Linked DNA regions of Danio rerio: region 1 is linked to region 2. A link is a contact called in public Micro-C data. All regions are on one chromosome and are shown on one strand. Each heading gives the region's core, a stretch centred on a gene start, on an enhancer-like site or on the middle of the called end of the contact. The rest is flanking DNA. Distances are from core to core; before and after follow the strand shown.

Region 1 (5,190 bases), core at 168-2,667, 140 kb before region 2:
AGACTAAAACACAACTGTTTTGAACACATTTTTTTGGCGTGATTGTGAGTGCAGAGCTTTCAGTTCTGCGTCAGACAACAGCAAGAGGTCTGAGGTAAAATATGGAGTGGATCAAACCAACCAGAACACTGGAACACGGATCGGAGTCAGTGAAAAATAGGTTTATTATATTATATTATTATATAATATTATATTATATTATATTATATTATATTATATTATATTAGATTAGATTAGATTAGATTAGATTAGATTAGATTTATTATATTAGGTAAAGTGCTATAGAAAACAGCGTCCATTTTACAACTGCAAAAGTGTCTAAATACAGTAAAAGCACCAGGTCAGCGTTATTATAGTAAACTTTAGGATATTTTCAGTGTATGATTTTAGATTTTTGATAATTTGCAGGAATTTATGTTTATATAGTACTGTATAACGATGTATGTTAAATTAAAAACTGTAATAAAAAATTGAAACTGTAATTTACATTAAATAAAAATAAGTACAAACTGTAAAAAATGTGTGCGTGTGTGTGTTTTAACACTTTACATTTTATAACAGTTAAAGTTAATTTTAAGTAACGTTTTAAGTCAATTTATGGACATTTTTGATTAATTAATTGATTATTTAAAATATATATATATTTTAAATTCTGTAATATAATGGTATATAAGTCAATAAAAATATAATATACCATTATATTTTAATATAATCCTATTTAAGTAAACAAAAATATACCATTATACTTTAATATAGCCTAATCCTATATAAGTAAAGAAAAATATACCATTATACTTTAATATTATCTTATATTTTCCATTTCATTTTAACTAGTAAATGATTGTAATGCTGATATTTGGTGAATTTATTTTTGTGTTTCTTTTAGTTTTTAAAAGGTAATACTGTACATCAGTTTAATATTGAACTATAGCTAAAGTAAAATATGATTACATTTTCACACTTTTATTTCGGTTATTAATTTTTTTTATGAAACTACATATATATAAAAAAGAACTTTTTAATTGTTATAGGTTTAATAGGTTTTGATAAATTTTTGAAGTAATATTGTAGAGTATTTTTATTTTATTTTCATCAAATGTTCTAGTAATGTTGAACAATTTTGGTTTTATGTTAGATTTTTTTTTTTTTTTAACATTTTTAGATTAATTAAGGTTTAAACTGACATCAGTTTAGAACTTAATTAATCTGTATTTAATTAAATTTAATACAAATATACATTCGGCGGTTCATTCCGCTGTGGTGACCCCTGATTAATAAAGGGACTAAGCCGAAAAGAAAATGAATCAATGTAAATGTACAATCGTCCCACAGATTTGTTATGTCCGTCGTCGTCCGGTGTGTTTTGAGCTTTATGTCTCGCCGTAGTCAAGTAAGGGCGGAGCTTCAAACGTGGTCACGGAAAGAGTGAAGCATCACGGGTAAACACGTGTGTGGCTAAGCTCGGAGCTGTAATATCGCACGAAAACTCAGCAGGTCAGTGCTGGCCTTTAAATAAGTCTTTTATTTGTCGTGCAGTCAGTTATGACTGAATGTTTGAGCGTGTTTCATTAATAGCAATACTGTGATACATTAGTGAACACGTAGCGAAACGTTCATTGTTTTATTTACTTGTCAATGAAGCAATTCAGTGCAGATGTGTGCGGTGGAAATAAGAGGAAAGAAAACACATTCTGTCAATTAACATAAAACATTATATATATATATATATATATATATATATATATATATATATATATATAGCAATATTAAGTATCAATTGACTATATGCTCTGTTATTGAGAGAGCCTTTGTGGGGAAAAACTTTTAAAAAAATAATCTACAGAATTTATTTGTTTGTTTGCTTATCTGAAAGTTGATTTTAGGCTGATTCGTTGTGTTATTTAACTTTTTTATTCTTTAAAAAGAAGTTGAACCACTTTTTTGTCTCCATAATTAGTTTGCATTATAATAGCTTCATTGCATTTGTGTAGTGTGTTTGTGTTTATTATGAAATCAAATGCAAAACTTCTCATTTTCATGTCTGCATCACATTAAATTTGCAAAATAAATGCAAAGCAAGTTGTTTAATGTTTCAAACGACAACAAAAAATGTCAACATTTGATTAAAATAAAGTTTGATTGACAATGTAACTTGTCTTTATTTACAAATTAAACTATTATGTTAAATGAGAGTTTATGGGTGTTTCATAGGCGGAGGGGAAACAAACTCCAGGGTAGGCCTAATATATATGCTCTGCTCTTTAATGCATTTAAAAAGATTTGTGACTGATAAAGAAGAGAGAACTATATTATTAAACTCACCCACTGATCTACACTACCGGTCAAAAGTTTGGGTTCAGTTTATTTTTATTAACTAATCATTTTATTTCACATTTTTATTAAAATTATTCTGTTTATCGAGGCGGCATTAATTAAATATGAAGAAAAATGGTTAAATTGTTAAATACTTATTTATTAAATATTTATTACTCACTTTATGTAGTTTCAAATGAAGTTATTACTCCTTGTTGCTTTTATTACTATTACTACTACTACTACTAATAATAATAATAATTAATATTAGAGTGTGACTGGAGGAATGAAGCTGAAAATTCATTATTAAAATCACTGAAATAAATGATTAAATGAAATGATAAACTTTTTTTAACAGTAATTTTATAGTGCAATAACATTTCACAATTTTACAATTTGTACTGTGTTTTTGATTAAATAAATGCAGCTTTGGTGAGCAGGAGAAGCTTATTTCAAAACATTTAAAATCAACTGACCCCAAATGTACATAATAATAACCTGACCTGTAATGTACATAATAATAATAAAAGTAAGCTAAGCCTTCCCAAGTCTTACACACGCTCCGCCTATGGGGTGTTTCCCAATACTGTGTTGCGGCTGGAAGGGCATCCGCTGCATAAAACATATGCTGGAATAGTTGGAGGTTCATTCCGCTGTGGCGACCTCTAAAATAGAGACTAAGCTGAAGGAAAATGAATAAAACAAAATAAATACATATAATAAAACACATGACACATTCCAATGGTGCCTGAAAGTCGTGTTTCTTCTTGCACCTAAAATAAACTTTTTCTGTTTTGTTTTTTCCACAGGTTTCTGCTTCCAGTTTGGCATCATGACCTCCAAAAACACTGCAAGCGGCGATGATCGCTTCTCTAAGGTCAAGAAGGACCCTCGTTTCTGGGAGATGCCCAACAAAGAGCGCAAAATCAAGATCGACAAGCGCTTCCAGTCCATGTTTCACGATGAGCGCTTCAAACTGAAGTATACGGTGGACAAACGCGGTCGACCCGTCAAACACACCTCCACTGAGGACCTGAAGCGCTTCTACAAGCTCTCTGACTCCGAACAGTCTGATGATGATGATGATGATGAAGATGAAGAAAAAACTGAGGAAGAACAGAAAGAGAAAAGAGGCTTCGAGGCTGACAAGGAAGCTGAAGTTGAGGAGGATGATGATGATTATGAGGAGGAGGAGGGGGAGAGCGATGAATCTGAACAAGAAGAAGAGCAGAAAATCCAGAGGAATAAAGAAGCAAAGAAAACTAAAAAGGGAGTGAGAGTATATGAAGAAGGTAAGCTTTTCCTATTGGCCCAATATTCATTGCAAATCGATTAATTTTTCTTTATTGGGGACTGTCTTGGCTTAAGTCGTGCTCACACTGTGAGATTTCAGCAAGGATTTTGTCATCTGAGACAAATTTGGGAAATCTTAAAAGATTTCTGAAATCCTGGGCTAAAATCGGTGATCTTTGATCGTTGGTTTGACATGTTCACTGACAGCCTCTGAGTGCCCGTTGCGATCAGATTTTTCCTCAGATGAAGTTCTGGCAGTGTCAGAAGATTAAAGACACTTTCCTGCATTGTCAACAGCTACAATGAGCGTCAATCCAAGAACCAATAGGAGCGCAGAATCTGATGACGCAATCCATGCAACAATTCAGTGACTGCAGGGAAACGTCGAAACTGTTTTTTTCTTCTTGGTTTTATCATTGAGACACGCCGTGTGTGAAATTGTCGCTACAGATTGTTTAGGTTTGCTGTGAGGAATCATTTCTGAATGCGGGATAGTGAAAGTGTCACAGGAGGATGACGTCAAACTCCGGGGCGTTTTCTTTCGTGTTTGGTGCGTCTTCTACACCTCTAATAACACCTCTATGGGTTTTACAGATGAGGATGTGGAATCTGGTGTTGAAGAGGATGATGATGATGATGATGATGATGATGAAGAAGAGAGTGACAGTGGGCCTGATCTGGCCAGAGGGAAGGGGAACATTGAGACCAGCTCGGATGAAGACGAGGAGGATGAAGGTGATGAGGTGGAGGATTTGCTACAGCGTGAGAAGGAGGAGATCGAGCATGACTGGGGAGAGATGTGGAAAGACGCTCCACGCAGTGATGATGTAAGAAAAATGCCTTGAAAATGTTTCGTTTTCTGTCGAGAGAATGTGCTTCTGCTCACCACGGCTGTGTTTATTTGAGTTTTGTAACACAGTAAAAACAGTTTTTGCTGTTTATTTATTTGTTATGGAATGAAGTACAAAGCAATTGCATAGATTTAGAAATGTTTAATCTTATATATTTATACACACACACACACACACACACACACACACACACACACAGTTGAAGTCAGAGTTATTAGCCCCCTTTGAATGTTTTTTTTCTTTTTTTAATATTTCCCAAATGATGTTTAACAGAGTAAGATATTTTCAAAGTATGTGTGATAATATTTTTTCTTATGGAGAAAGATTTATTTGTTTGATTTTAGCTAGAATAAAATCTTTTTAAAAGTTTTTAAATGAATCTTAAGGTCAATATTATTAGCCCCTTTAAGCTATTTTTTTCGATAGTCTACAGAACAAACCATTGTTATACCCTAACCTGCCTAATTATCTGACTGTCATCATGGCAAAAATTAATTATAATAATTATATATATATATATATATATATAAAGAGAGATTTAGAAATGAGTTATTTAAACAATTATGTTTAGAAAATGTTATATTATACAAATAGAAAATATGTATTTATATTTATAGGTACAATTTTAGGTATTTATTTGGGGGCCCCCAATTTTCTTGGGACTCTAATAATCTGCTTACCTCACTTATTGGTTAAATCCATCTCTGGTAATATACAGTTGAAGTCAGAATTA
Region 2 (4,711 bases), core at 2,047-4,546:
TTAAAAATAAAAACCTGAAAAATCACATGTACATAAGCATTCACAGCCTTTGCTCAATACTTTGTTGATGCACCCCAATTACAGCCTCAAGTCTTTTTGAATATGATGCCACAAGCTTGGCAGAGCTGTCTTTGGGAATTTTTGCCCATTCCTCTTTGCAGTACCTCTCAAGCTTTATTAGGTCGGATGGGAAGCGACGTTGTACAGCCTTTTTCAGATCTCTCCAGAGATGTTCAATAGGATTTAGGTCTGGGCGCTCGCTGGGCCACTCAAGGACATTCACCGAGTTGTTATGAAGCCACTCCATTGATATTTTGGCAGTGTGCTTTGGGTCGTTGTCCTGCTGGAAGATGAACCGTCGCCCTAGTCTGAGGTCAAGAGCACTCTGAAGCAGGTTTTCATTCAAGATGTCTCTGTACATAGTATTTTACAAATAATTTCAATGAAGAGTATTTGAAGTGAGTTTGGTCAGAAGATTTGCTGACAGACTGAAGTATAAGATGACGTTAAAAAAATCGTTGATCAATTTAGGCGAATCGTATATATGCACACGGACTTTTAATTTGAAGGAGGCCAGCCTCAGCGATTGTGTTGAACTGTCTATCCATTATAAAATTGCCTTGTTTTAAGTCAGATTTCTTTAAAAATCTGTGATCTTCACTGCCTGATAGATATACAACATAGAGTGAGTCTCAGACCGAACAAAAGACACTTCATTAAATTCCATTTCCCCCTAAAATGTCTTTAAAATATGAGTTTATTTTACTCCAGTATTTTCAATGACGTTTCTGCGCTCGCCTTCTGATCCTGACGGTGTTAGTGTAGCGGAGGCCAGCTAGTTTGTGCTGTGCAGGTAAACCTCGCTCCTCTGACCTCTAGAGATGCTCTAGCGACAGATGCTAGAGGCCACGTTCTTTAGCCTCCTTGTTAGAGCAACCGACTCCCATGCGGAAGGTTGCCGGTTCGATCCCAGCTCGGAGCGGGTTGGGCGGTGTAGGACCGGCGGGGCTACATTGGTGCCGTGACCCGGATGGGAGTGAGGTTTAGGGGGTGAGTGTAACGGAGGCCAGCTAGTACATGCTGTGCAGGTAAACGTCACTCCTCTGACCTCTAGAGATGCTCTAGCGACAGATGCTAGAGGCTATGGTTTTTAGCCTCCTTGTTAGAGCAACCGACTCCCATGCGGAAGGTCTCCGGATCGATCCCAGCTCGGAGCGGGTTGGGCGGTGTAGGACCGGCGGGGTTACATTAGCAGTTACACTGTCTTTCATCTTGTTTACGCTTGAACAACTAAATGAATGCCTAAGTCTATTTAACTAAATGTATTGTAATTAAATTACAACATCGATGCTGTAGAAGGAAGCTTATAAATTTCAAAATGGTCACATTAAGCTTTCACCACAAGTTTATCATTGGCTGAAAAGCAACTAGCTGTGCATAGAGCCCATTCAGTGACAAGCTGCAAGCTTTGAATGTTCATATCAGGTTAAATCTTCTAAACGAGAATTTGGTCACTGTTCCCTACTGAAAAAGATAGCTTTAACTATAGTTGCTCAGGTTAGTCTTAGCTGGTCAAGCTGGTTTTAACTGGTCTTAGCTGGTCAGGCTAGGTTTAGAGGGGTTTTGGACACTTAAGCTGGTCTTAGTTGGTCTTAGCTGATTTTAGCAGGTCAGGCTGATTTTAGAGGGGTTTTGGCGACTTTTTAGCTGGTCTTAGCTGGTTTTAGCTGGTCAGGCTGGCTGCTCCTAGTCTTAGTTGGTCAGGCTTGTCTTAGAGTAACAGAGGCCAGCTAGTAAGCGATGTGCAGGTAAACCTGGTGAGGCTAGCATCCTTGGTAGAGCAACCGACTCCCATGCGGAAAGTTGCCAGTTCGATACCAGCTCGGAGGGGCTGGGTGGTGTAGGACCGGTGGGGTTACATTAGCTGGTCAGGCTGGCTGGTCTTAGGTGGTTTTAGCACGTCAGGCTGGCTGGTCATTGGTGGTTTTAGCTGGTCAGGCTGGCTGGTCTTAGCAGTTTTTTCAGCAGGGTTTTAGAGCACACTGACTTTTATATATCCTTAAACTAACATACTAATATTAACATCTAAAAACTGTATTTTAATTTCACCTGTAAAATGTTAATTACATTGAAAAAACATTTTATTAACTTTTAAAGAACATTTGTTTATAATTTTGCTCTTGCATCCCAGTTGATGATGAATGCTCTCTGAATTTAACATAAAGAGAACGTTAGAAAAACGTTATTAGAACGTATTTTGGGGTTAAATATTTCATTTGGATGTAATCATTTGTTTCATTTGCACTCTATAATAGTTTATCTCCTTCACTCTCTCTATCCGAAGTCTGAGGAATAATCTTGCTTTTAATGTTAGAGTATCAAGTCCTCCAAAAGCTCCACACCCTGTCGTTAGTGCCTTTAAACAGATAAGACCCAGATGTTTCACATTCCGGTCATTATAAAAGATAGTTGCAGACTATAATACAAACGTCTCAACACAGTAAAAACGAAATCCTGTCAGTATAATTTTTTTTATTGCGTAAGTGAGTAGCTCCCTCTACTGGTCTGTCATAGGCGTAACACTTTCCTCTTTACACTAAATCCCGCCTCCTTGATTGATATTTTGATGAACCAATAATATCACGCCGCTTGAAACGTTAACCAATGAAAACGTTTCCTGCTTTTTATTACATGTATATAATTTTAAATCTTTAATTTTTCTTCGGCTTAGTCCTTCATTTATCAGGGGTCGCCACAGCGTAATGAACCTCCTTTTTAAATATGATATTGTCAAATATTAACATATATACACTTGCAAAAATATAAATATTTGATTCAATTAGTCCTGAAGTAACTATTTACAAGGGATTTTAAAGGGATCGTTCGCCAAAAACTGATTTTGTTTTGGTCATTATTTACTTACCCTTCACTTCCAAAACTGTTAGACTTATTTTATTTTGTTGAACACAAAAGAAGATATTTCTAAAGAAACCTGGAAACGTGTAACAATCCACATTCATATTTGTTTTTCCTGCTATAAAAGTCATTTGTTTTTCAGCTTTCGTCAAAAAAATATGTTTAAAAGAATGAAGAAAGTTTGAAGGGCGATTAAATGGAGTACCTTTTTATTTTTGCGTGAGCTATCCCTTAAATAGAGTCAAATAATTATATTTTACATCCATAATCAAAACAAAATTTTAGTTCGTTTGTTGTATTAAAATATCCATATTCCATGAGAAATGTTGCTAGTATTATTTTTAGTCAGGACAATTGGCGGCAACCTATCTCCTTCGTCAGGACCCAAAATGGTGGCGGCGTGAGTGAAAACTAAAAGCTGAAGGTGAGTGAAATAATCACATGTAAAGTTATGCCAGATGCACCACACGCTTTATAACCAAACAGATACGTTATTTTTAACCTGGTCTATTTACTACTGCAATTGTCAAACTAATAAACGACGCCGTTTTACAATAATCCTCCATCTAAATTGGATAATGTTATGTCACATGTAGAAAAGACACTTCTGACATATCATGAAAAATATTACAATCTTCAGCATATCTTAAAAAGTTTGTGCTCACAACTACAACAGATGCTTTATTTTTTTTTAAGAAGGCTGAGATGGTATGGAGTGGGTAGCAATTTTTGCTTGTTGTTTTTTACCGAGCTTGAAAGTCGTATTTGCTTTGGAATCACAGTCTGGTTTGGAAATCTGGCGATTCAATTGAAAAATAAATTGGTTCATTTTCAAAAAACAGCCATGAAAATCATAGAAATTAAACAACACGAGCCCATACAGACTCTATATGAACAGGCGGTCATGAGAAGAACAATAAATATTAGTGCTGATTCCAAACTTCCTCTTTTCAGTGAATATCAGATGTTACCGTCAGGAAAAAGACCGAGAATGTGTAAAACCAATAGATTGAAGCTTGCGTTTGTTCTTACCTCGACAAAACTGTTGAACTCTGCCAAGAACAAAGCACCTGCAGTACATTAGCACCTGACTGTGTTCTGTGCATTATATATTTCACAGTTATATATGGTCTTATTTTATAAACGATGTATGTTCTTAATTGTTTTGTTTATTTTTTTTTATTGTCTCCTTTTTTATTTCCTCTCCGGGACAAATAAAGTTGATCCTATCCTTAAAAAAAACCTACAAAAATTACAAGTTTTACAGTGGTGTAACGTTAGCTAGTTATAATGAATATTCTCTGTGTGTGTGTGTGTGTGTGTGTGTGTGTGTGTGTGTATACTTGAAGTGAGAATTATTACCCCCCCCCTTAAATATTTCCCAAATAGTGTTTAATAGATTTTACATTTTTATTTTCACAGGATGTCTGATAATATTTTTTTCTTCCGGAGAAAGTCTTATATGTTTTATTTCAGCTAAAATAAGCGCAGTTTTTAATTTTTTAAACAATTTTAGGGTCAAAATTATTAGCCCCTTTAAGCAATTTTCTTTTTCCAATAGTCTACAGAACAAACCATCGTTATACAATAATTTGCCTAATTACCCTAACCTGCCTGCCTAGAGCCAAACTATTATGTGTAGAAATGTGTTGAAAAAAATCTCTCTGTTAAACAGAAATTGGGGAAAAATGAACAAGGGAGCTAATAATTTAGGGGGGCTAAATTATGACTTTAACTGTGTGTGTGTGTGTGTGTGTGTGTGTGTGTGTGTGTGTGTGTGTGTGTGTGTGTGTGT

Evidence for each region. A called contact is a pair of places that touch in the nucleus more often than the background predicts.
Region 1: a contact with region 2 is called in a Micro-C map of caudal fin, with 4 times the contacts expected there. The contact joins the promoter of esf1 here to the promoter of LOC108190350 in region 2. A contact is called at or near these places in 2 of 18 Hi-C or Micro-C datasets (caudal fin and embryo) and 1 of 4 datasets of contacts at active chromatin or transcription factors (caudal fin).

The regions. Positions count from the first base shown.
Region 1 is chr1:54,536,077-54,541,266 of GRCz12tu, reverse strand. It overlaps esf1 (ESF1, nucleolar pre-rRNA processing protein, homolog (S. cerevisiae)), which reads left to right and starts at 1,417. Exons shown (of 14, transcript NM_199745.2): 1 at 1,417-1,494; 2 at 3,123-3,605; 3 at 4,201-4,433. The coding sequence starts at 3,146. It overlaps ndufaf5 (NADH:ubiquinone oxidoreductase complex assembly factor 5), which reads right to left and starts at 76. Exons shown (of 11, transcript NM_001082894.2): 1 at 1-76.
Region 2 is chr1:54,400,718-54,405,428 of GRCz12tu, reverse strand. It overlaps LOC108190350, which reads left to right and starts at 3,296. Exons shown (of 3, transcript XM_068221751.1): 1 at 3,296-3,340.